3 separate regions of the Sus scrofa genome follow, and all the other regions are linked to region 1. The links are chromatin contacts, called in public Hi-C maps. All regions are on one chromosome and are shown on one strand. Each heading gives the region's core, a stretch centred on a gene start, on an enhancer-like site or on the middle of the called end of the contact. The rest is flanking DNA. Distances are from core to core; before and after follow the strand shown. Region 1 holds the start of TBL2 (transducin beta-like protein 2). Region 2 holds the start of BAZ1B (tyrosine-protein kinase BAZ1B). Region 3 holds the start of MLXIPL (carbohydrate-responsive element-binding protein).

Region 1 (3,274 bases), core at 338-2,837:
CATGGCTCAGATCTGGCATTGCTGTGGCGGAGGTTGGCGGCTACAGTTCTGATTCGATCCCTAGCCTGGAAGCTTCCATATGTCACAAGTGCTTTTTAGCCCTAAAAAGCAAAAAGAAAAAGAAAAAAGAAAGGAAGGAAGAAAGGACAGAAGGAAAAAAAGGCTTCCTTTCTGGGCTGACACAGCTCAGTGGGTACAGAGTATGGCCAGTGGAATGCAGATACTTTGCCAGGTATCTCCAAGTAGGGAATAATGTGCCCAATGGAATCTGGTGGCCCTGGTCCTGGGTAAGTTACTTAATTGCTAAGGGCCAAAAGGAAAGTGGAGAACTGGGTGAGATAATCTATACAAAATGACAGGTGGAGTACCCAACACAAGCATGAAAAGGCACAAAGGAATCCCAGGGACGAGAGGTAGCCAACATGGGTTGAGGACCTGCTCTGTGCTGGAAATGGTGCCCGTCGCTTTTGTATAAAATAGCTAATTTAATTGAGAATCAAGCCAGGAGCAAAGCTGGCAGGTGTTAGATCACTCCAGATGCTCCTCAGTTCCTACAGCCAGAAAACTCCTGAGGCCACATACAGAGTCTAATCTGCCCTCTTGCTTGCCTCTCCAGCCTTGTCTACTAAGCCCTCTCCTCTCCCCTCCCACTACCGTCAAATCAAATGCTGTTTCAGGACTCCCTGGCTTCATGCGTATTGCCACTGCAAGAATTTTCTCCCTCTCTTGGTGTCCCGGCAAACTCTGACACGCCTATCCTTCAAGACCCCACCTCACGGGTTCCCTACCTGCTCCCCCACCCCCACCGAAAAAAGGAGGGCCGGCGACTCCCACCCTTGGGCTTCCTGTTTCTAGTACTGACCTTCCTATGAAACCTACCACACTACAATTTTCACTTACATTTTCGGACATTCTTCCTTACCCGACAGGGGACTCCCTAAAGGAAAAGACCCCAAAGCCTACAGAGGCAGTAGGTACTTAGTATACCGGGGAATCAGAGCGTTCACAAACGAATGCCCGCCCCCTCCACCCCTTTTTCATAAAATAACGACCAAGGGGCGCGCTGGAGAGTTTACTAGCGCTCCCGCAGCGGCCCCGGGGAAAAGCTGCGGCTCGGAGGGAAGGCGGCTTGGTCTCGGCCACGAAGACCGCGGCCACGCGGGACCCAGGTTCTAGTAGGTCGTAAGGGCGAGACCAGCCGGGCATGGAGTCGCCTCGTCTCCGGATGCGAAACTCAGGTCACAACAGGAGAAACTGAGGCCCAGGGAGGGGGTGGGTCTCTGGGACCCCCGCAGGCCCAACCTGCAGGTCGGACCCCGAGGAGGCCGGGAGCGAGGTCCCCGCGGGTCGCCCCTACCCGCCCCCGTGCCACTAACCGACGGGCCGGCCGGTCTCTTCCTCTGCGCGCAGCCACCCTCGCGCTACCGCCGCTGTCGCCATCAGGGCCAGCAGCCCGAGTAACAGCGACAGCCCCATCAGCTCCGGCATCTGCGGAAGCTCCATGTTTTCAGGGCCGATGCCACCTCAGCCTCTGGCTTCCCGGGCGCCTGCACGTTTCCGCGGGGCCGCGCGCGCACGCGGGGCGGAGCCTGGCCGTTGGCGCGTCCTGAGGGGCGGGGCGGGATCGCTGAAGCGCCCCGAGGGGCGTGGCCTGAGTTCCCCCCCTCCTTGAGAGGCGGGGCCTGAGCGCTGGGCGTCTAAACCCACTTTTTTTTTTTTTTTTTTTGCTTTTTATTTTTTTTTTTATTTTTTTATTTTTTGTCTTTTGTCTTTTTTTTGTTGTTGTTGTTGTTGTTGTTATTGTTGCTATTTCTTGGGCCGCTCCCGCGGCATATGGAGGTTCCCAGGCTAGGGGTTGAATCGGAGCTGTAGCCACCAGCCTACGCCAGAGCCACAGCAACTCGGGATCCGAGCCGCGTCTGCAACCTACACCACAGCTCACGGCAACGCCGGATCGTTAACCCACTGAGCAAGGGCAGGGACCGAACCCGCAACCTCATGGTTCCTAGTCGGATTCGTTAACCACTGCGCCACAACAGGAACTCCTATTTTTTTTAATTTTTTTAAATTTAAGTTTTTGGTTTTTTAGGGGCCACACCCATGGCATATGAAGGTTCCCAGGCTAGGGGTCGAATTGGAGCTGTAGCCACTGGCTTACACCACAGCCACAGCAAGGACAGAACCAAGAGGGTCTGCGACCACAGCTCACCGCATGATGGGATCCCTAACCCACTGAGAGGCCAGGGATTGAACCTGCGACCTCATGGATACTAGCCAGATTCGTTTCTGCTGCGCCAGGATGGAAACTCCATTAATTTTTTTTTTTTTTTTTTTTTTTTTTTGGCTTTTTAGGGCCACACCTGCTGCACATGGAAGTTTCCAGGCTAGGAGTCCAATAGGAGCTATACCTGCTGGCCTACACCATAGCCACAGCACTCTGGGATCCAAGCCGTGTATGTGACCTACACCACAGCTCACAGCAACACCAGATCCCTGACCAACTGAACAAGGCCAGGGATTGAATTTGCATCTTTATGGATACTAGTTGGGTTCGTTACCACTGAGCCACAAGGGGACCTCCCAGACCCGCTTTGTAAGGGAGTCTGGCTCTTGAGGCTCTGTGACAGTGGAGAATAGCAGGCAAGAGATGCAGACTCTGCTCAAGCGTCCCCTTGAATAATTAGTTATTAAAGGCATTTTTCCAGCCATCATCATGCTGGATTCTTTCAAGGAGGCAAGGGAGTGATTATCACTCCCATTCAACTGGTGGGAAAGTCTTCTTAGTATCAGGAGAAATTCAGATGGACTTTGAATGGAGAGGGGAAAGGGTAGTTCTGCAGTTAGGGGGTGGGACAGCAGGAAGGTGAGCCGGAGGATGGTGTGTGGAGGCAGGACATGAGCAAAATAAAAAGCAGGTAAGACTGGAGAGGTCTGGAAGGCCTGGAGTGTCGTCCGCTCAGTCCAGCAGAGAGAGGCCTCTGCTGGTTATCTCAGGCTGACGTGGCTCAAAATCCATGTATTGAAGATTCTCTGAATGGACTAGTTTGTGCCAAGACCAAAGACAGAAGGAAAACCAAGAGGTGGTTGCAAGGATGCCGGAGGGAGGTGATAAGAGCCTGGACTTGGGGTATTCTGGGAGTAGAAAGGAAGTTGAAAGGAGATTTTTTAACAAGACAGTTTTGTTTTTGTTTTTTTTACCTTTTTTCAGCCACACCCACAGGATGTGAAAGTTCCTGGGCCAGGGATCAAACTCACACCACAGCAATGACAACAT
Region 2 (3,245 bases), core at 458-2,957, 49 kb before region 1:
AGTGTATGACCTTAACAAGTCGGCCTCAACTGTCTGGGCCCACCTGGCCTACTCTGGCAGGAGAACCCACCATCTCCAAGATCCATTTCAGCTCTGAGATGCTACAGTTACATTTCAAGAGCCTTCCTAAAGCACAGACTCACTTTCCAAGTCCCTCTGTACTAAACACCTAACATCCACAATCTGCACTCACACAAGAGCGAGGTTACCCCGTAAAGCATCATATTAAAGAGAAGATCAAAGAGAAATGAAATCAAATGATATGGCTCACACTTGGCGCTTCCTCCTATACCGAGGCAAGCAAACTACTAAGAAATCAAGTTCTTCCAAAGGGAAGGGGGAGATAAAACTAAATAATACATTAGCCTTCACTCTTGAAGCTTTCTATTCACTAAAGAAAGCTTGATTCAGAAATCTTGTTTACACTTAAGCTTCATAAAGGATTTAGCTGGCATCCATTAAAAAAAAGTAAGAGTTGTACGACCTTCAACTACAAGACAAATAAAGCTTGTGAAAGAAATCTTAAGCAATGATTAGAAAGATGCTTCGTACTTAAAACATCAGCCTCGCGTTCCTCAAGCACAGCATAAAAACTTTAAGCGTGTCTTGGTATTTTTTTAAATATTGTTAGAAGACAAATACCTATCTGCTGTACACCGTCAAAATTCCTTATCTGTGCATACCCAGGGAAGAAAAGCATCCGCTCCTCCAAGGTAACTTTTTCCTGCTTTTTCTCTAAGTCTGGAAAATCACCAGTAAGTCCATCACCACCCTAAAGTCCACACGGGGGGAGCAAAACACAAATGCCCCTGCAGAGATTGACGTAGAACGCATCACCAAGATCACGAAGCTGCGCGAGTACAATCCCCAAAACTTAAGAAAAAAAGCAGCAGCAAAGGAAACCCAGTTTCTCCTGCTAATTAGGGCCTAAAACCAAACCCCTGGGAAATTGGTTGGAGGATCGCTCACCGACAGCGAGGCCCGTAGACAAAATGCGGGGTCCGGGAAAGGATGGAGGGCACAGGGCTCCAGAGCGGCCTGAACCCGGCCGGCCAGCCGGCCCTCCCGCCCCCGGAACTGCAGGCTCCGGGCTCAAGCTCCGGGTGCAGGCCCGCCGACGCCGGGCGCGCTGACAGCTGCCACTGGCCCGGGGCTGCGCGGCCCACCCCGCCCCACCCCACCCCGCGGGCGGCCTGGCCAGCGCGGCTGGAAAAGGATACTCCCGGGTGCGGAAGGCCTCCTGAGTGTGCGCGATGGTGAACAGCGGCTCTTCGCCTGGAAGCGGCTTCACCAGCGGGAAGGGCTTGCGGCCCAGGAGCGGCGCCATGGCGGCGGCGTCTGCGGAGGGGAAGACGTAGGCTCTCGGCGAGCCTGCGGCGCAACACTAGGCCCCGCGGCCGGGAGCAAGCGCCAGGCTCCCGGGGTGGGGTGGGGGAGGGGAGGGGTGAGAGGGCGGCGCGAACTCGGCTCCTTCAGGGCCAGCGCCGCCGCGCGAGGGCCATGGAACGGGACGCAAAGGCACAGAACTCCCACGCACACTGCCGCACCGCCCCGAAGCCTCCGGCCAACCTTCGCTACGGGTCCCAGCGTTCAGCAGTCACGACGCGTCCTCAGCTGCACCGGAGGAAATTATTGAAAAATGGCGGGAGATTCCCCTCCTCCCCCCCGCCCGGCCAGCGCACACACTAACTTGCTCCCCTGTGGCGCCGGTGGCGAATGCTCCAATAGGCTGAGAGCTGGTCAGCTCCCAGAGTCTATTGGCTCAGAGGAGCTGCCGCTCGGCCCTTGGGTCCCGCCCCCTTCCCGGGCTGCCTAGTTGGGTTGCAGCGCACTAGAGGGCAGTATGAAGAGGTGAAAGGTCAAGTTATGTAAGCGCCGGTGACAGAAGTGCGGGCCTCCAGCGGCAGGGTTGAAAGTGGGGGATAGCGGGGCACCGAAAGGCCAGGAATTCAAACAGGTCAGGCCAGAGAAGCCCTCTAACATATACAGACACTGCGCCATCTGTCACTGAAGGCGACACCGACATCCGGGCACCACTGTCCGTGCGGTGCGCCGGAGGGGGGAGGGGGAGCGCGCGGCCAGGGGCTTTGTCTTCCCACTCGTGCTCCGCCCCCTTCTTAAAGGCGCCGCTCTCAGCCACGCCCGGGGATGCGCGGGTGGGGCGGATGGGAGGAGGGGTTGGCGGGAAGTAACCCCGAGACTTTGCCCCGCAAAGGTTCGACTGAGGCATAACCTGAGGCCCAACCCTGCTCACCCCAAAGTTAACTTCTGGATGAGAGCGTGGTTGAGATGTGGATATTAATACGATGTTTCTAGTGGCTTGCTGGAAAGGATCGTATCAAAGCTTCTTTAGAAAAATACATTAAAGGATATGGCTATTAAAAATACACTCATTCATTCAAATAGTCTTTACTAGCGCCTGCCGGGTTCAGGACCCTGCGTTGGGTACCATAGGGAAAAAAATAAGACAGAGACTTCCTGAAAAAATAAGACACAAATAATCACAGTTCTCTGTAATGAGTGCTGTACAAAGTGCGCAGTAAGAAAACAGCGGTAACTACACCTAGAGAGTGAGAACAGTTAAGCTGCTTCTCCAAGCAGACTACTCCCACTTAGTTCAAAATCTGTTAGGTTACCCATACAATCAGAAACATAATTATTAATCATTCTTTGCTATTAAATTATCTCCCTTGATTCAGAAACCTTCACTGGCCCCAGAATGTACCTTCCCTGGTTGCTAGTTGTCCCTAAATGGAGGCATGCCGGTGCCAGACCCTTTTCTCCTTTTCTTCTCACCTTGAAAGTGAGGACACTCCCCAGTAAAAAGTAAGTTCTAGGTCAGACGCCTCCTCTGAAGACCTAGCAGAGAAGAGTGCTCATTCTCCTTCAGGAGCCATTTCTTTTAAGAGGATTAGGAGAAACTTTGTCAGAGGATGTGGCATTTGAGTTGATTGTAAAGGGATAAGTAGCACTTCACTAGGCAGAAAAATGAGAAACAAACATCCTAGGCAGAGGGAGCAGCAGGGCGGACTTGGTAAATTGAGGACAATGTGTCTCAAACATAGGGATTCTTTTTTTTTTTTTTTTTTGGCTGCATCCATGGCATTCAGAAATCCCCAGGCCAGGGATCGAATTTGAGCCACGGCAGTTGACAGCACTGAATCCTTAACCAATAGGCCACCGGGGAACTCCTCAGACATATGGATTTGAGGCAGAAAGTATCAAGTCAAGAGAGTGGCAAAGGA
Region 3 (2,980 bases), core at 480-2,979, 42 kb after region 1:
TCCAAGCCCCGAGGCATGGCCCTGACCTCAGTTCTCGGCAGCCCTCTCACCTGGGCCCCGGCTGAGTCCTGATCCCAGCCTGAGCCTGAGCACGATTCGGTCTGAGCCCAGGCCTGAGGTGGATTGTGTCCTTGGAGGGGTAAGGGGGATGGAGGGCTGCAGTCAGAAGGATCACCCTCGCCAGAGGGGGGGCATCCTCCAGAATGCCCCCACTGGAATCTCCCTCCTCCTCCAGAAGCTGGCTCTGCCCTGAGGCTGAGGAATTAAGCCTCACTGGGATGGGCCTGAACCCACTGCTCAGGTTCCAGGGCCTGAGGGACCCAGGCCCCTTTTCTGAGGATCTGGGGCCTGGGCAGGAGCTGGCCAGATGCTGAGAGAACTTGGGCAAGATGGAGGCCGGGTAGATCCCTGGCCCCACCTGCCGCCTGATTCAGCTGCATCCTCCCCCTTGCAAAGGACAAGTGAGACCTTGTTTGGAGGGGGCTTCCCTGTCCTTTGAGGCATCCTGTTGTCCCAGTTTATTCTGTCCTTGTTTCCATACCAGTGGCCCAGGAAGCCTCCCTACATCACAGAGGGAGAGCCAGGCCCAGAGAAAGGAAGTAACAAGCCCAAGGTCACACAGCCAGACAGAGACAAGCACCCAAAGCTCCTAAACCAGCCCAGGCTGGACCCCAGCTCCTGGCCCCCACGTGTGGACTCAGGGGACACAGGTGGGGGCAGGGTGGCTGGGAGTCGGCAGGGAGCCCTGGCCTCCCTAAGCCAGACCAGCGTGGGTGGCCTTCACCACTTCCCTAGCCCCTACCTGTTGACTAAAGCCTGGTGGCTGGGAATCCACACGGTTTCTCTGTCCCACCATGACATGTGGCTTCTCCCTGCCCAGCCAGGAGGAGTCTGAGTCCTGGTCCCTCACCCAAGGGCCCACCTGGAACCAGCTTTACTACTAGCACCCACCCCTGCCCAGGGCAGGGGGACGGCAGGGAGGAATGCCCTCCCTCTTGGCTCTCTGGTCCCACACCTAGCTCCAGGGAGAGCCCCGGACCAAGATTCAGTCCCAGCCCAGCCAGTGGGGCCCGGAGGCAGTGGGAGTCCGTGAGTCTCCAGGAAGAGCAGGCAGGATGAGCTCGTCTGGGATTCTTGATCCTGAGCCCTCTCTGGGGTATGAGGTTTCCTCTTCCCTGCACCCCACCCCCGCAGAGGCGCCTGAGTGAAGGGGGGCAGGTACACAAGGTATTAACCCCTGCAGCCCAGCAGAGCCATAGAAGCGCCCCCTCCCCATCTGACAGGTGAGGAGACTGAGATCCAGCATAAGGGAGGCTCTGACTCCCCTTGTGCTAAGCATCTGCCCCCAGTGGACCCCCGTCCGTGCCGCTTACCTGGATTCCGCGGGATTTGCAGGTAAGGGAGCTCTCAACCAGGCCACGGGGTCTCCCCGGGAGGCGTCTGTCCAGGGGAGCACGCGGGATGCTCGGGGCCACAGCCGCTCTCAGCGGCTTCTCTACGCCGGCGGCAGAGGGCTCTGTGCGCTGCGCGACGCCGCGGGCCGGCTTTTAGCAGCGGGTGTGGACGTGGGCACTGCCCGGCCTCCGCCCTCCCGCTCGCTCGGGGTGTCCTTTGCCCCTTGATCCGGTGCCTCCTTCTCTCCTTAGCACGTGGGTGGCAGCCGCTCACCCAGCTGGAGGCCTGTGGGGCAGCCATGGCCCGGGCCCTGGGCCCAGGCTCCTGCCAATCCCCGTCTGGGACCCGCTCGTGCCCGCTCACCTTTAACCCCCCTCTCCGCGGGGGCTTGGAGCCTGGCTCCCAAACCGCGGGCTGGGTTGGAGAAGGGAGGAGCCAGGGGCGTGGAGCCAGGCCCAGGTGGGCAGAGGTGGCGGCAGGACCGCCTCGGTTACTCCCTGGGCTCCAGCCCCTCTTCCAACCTCACGTCCGTCCTGAGTTCCCATCTGGCTCACTGAACCCCATTCATCCCCTGGACGCCAGCTCCATCCGAGGCCCAGCCCTGAGCCACCTCCAAACTTGGCTCTCTCCCGATTTCCCATCGCCCTCACCGACCCCCACTCCCTTCTCTGCGCAGCCCCCGCGGCTTCGCACACATCGCCGCTCCTTACTGAGCCCTCCCCCTCCCCAGCCTCTGCCCTCCCTGGGCTCGCTGCCTCCTGGAAACCCCTTCTGACCTCCTTGCTCTCCTCCGGGTCCCTGCTGCCTCCTAAGCCTCCTCCCTTCCCTGCACCACCCTCCCCCCGCACGCTCTGCCTTGAGCCTCCCTCCCTGAACCCCACGCTCTCTGAAGCCTCTTCCCTCACCCCCTCCTGCCGCCTGGAGCTCACCAACCTCCCTCAGGTGATCTGCCTTCTGGGTCCTCACATTCCTCCTGATGGCCACAATCGTTCCACAAGCACCCTGAACACCCACAGGGTAGCCGCCCAGAGAGAGGACAGGGACAGGCCAGTGGTGGCCCTAGGGTCGGCATCTTGAGAAGGGGAGCGATGAGGACACCCCTACTCCTTCCAAACCCCCATACTCAGTGCCGTCCTGGGGGGCAAGCTCAGCCTTTGTCTGCACACGCTTTCCTCTCCCCATGCTCTTGGCTTGGTCCTGCCGCCTTGGACAGACACCCATTCACGGCCAGAGCTAGGACCCGAGAATGAAATCAGAGGCTGTGTGTGTGTGTGTGTGTGTGTGTGTGTGTGTGTGTGTGTGTGTAAGGGGCCTGGGGCTTGAGCCAGGCAGGGGCATTCATGAACAGGCTCAGCAACCAGAGAAGATACTCATTCCCTCTCCCAGGGCCTCAGTTTCCCTCTACTTAGGGTTGCCAGATTTAGCAAATAAAAATCCAGGAGGCCCAGCTGAATTTGAATTTCAGACAAACTATATGTATATATGTTTTGTCTTTTTAGAGCCGCACCCATGGCATATGGAGGTTCCCAGGCTAGGGGTCTAATCGAAGCTGTAGCCGCTGGCCTATACCACAGCCACAACAATG

What was found. Hi-C and Micro-C count contacts between places; a contact is called where the count stands out from the background.
Region 2: a Hi-C map of embryonic fibroblasts shows a contact between it and region 1, with 1.7 times the contacts expected there. The contact joins the promoter of BAZ1B here to the promoter of TBL2 in region 1. A contact is called at or near these places in 1 of 5 promoter capture datasets (liver), 6 of 47 Hi-C or Micro-C datasets (alveolar macrophages, embryonic fibroblasts, epiblast stem cells and 3 more) and 1 of 2 datasets of contacts at active chromatin or transcription factors (alveolar macrophages).
Region 3: a contact with region 1 is called in a Hi-C map of liver, with 4 times the contacts expected there. The contact joins the promoter of MLXIPL here to the promoter of TBL2 in region 1. A contact is called at or near these places in 5 of 47 Hi-C or Micro-C datasets (embryonic fibroblasts, liver, omental adipose tissue and 1 more).

Annotation. Positions count from the first base shown.
Region 1 is chr3:10,890,846-10,894,119 of Sscrofa11.1, forward strand. It overlaps TBL2 (transducin beta-like protein 2), which reads right to left and starts at 1,588. Exons shown (of 12, transcript XR_002342318.1): 1 at 1,377-1,588.
Region 2 is chr3:10,842,211-10,845,455 of Sscrofa11.1, forward strand. It overlaps BAZ1B (tyrosine-protein kinase BAZ1B), which reads right to left and starts at 1,708. Exons shown (of 21, transcript XM_021086315.1): 1 at 1,570-1,708; 2 at 1,221-1,338. The coding sequence starts at 1,327.
Region 3 is chr3:10,932,528-10,935,507 of Sscrofa11.1, forward strand. MLXIPL (carbohydrate-responsive element-binding protein) reads right to left here and starts at 1,730. Exons shown (of 15, transcript XM_021086328.1): 1 at 1,374-1,730.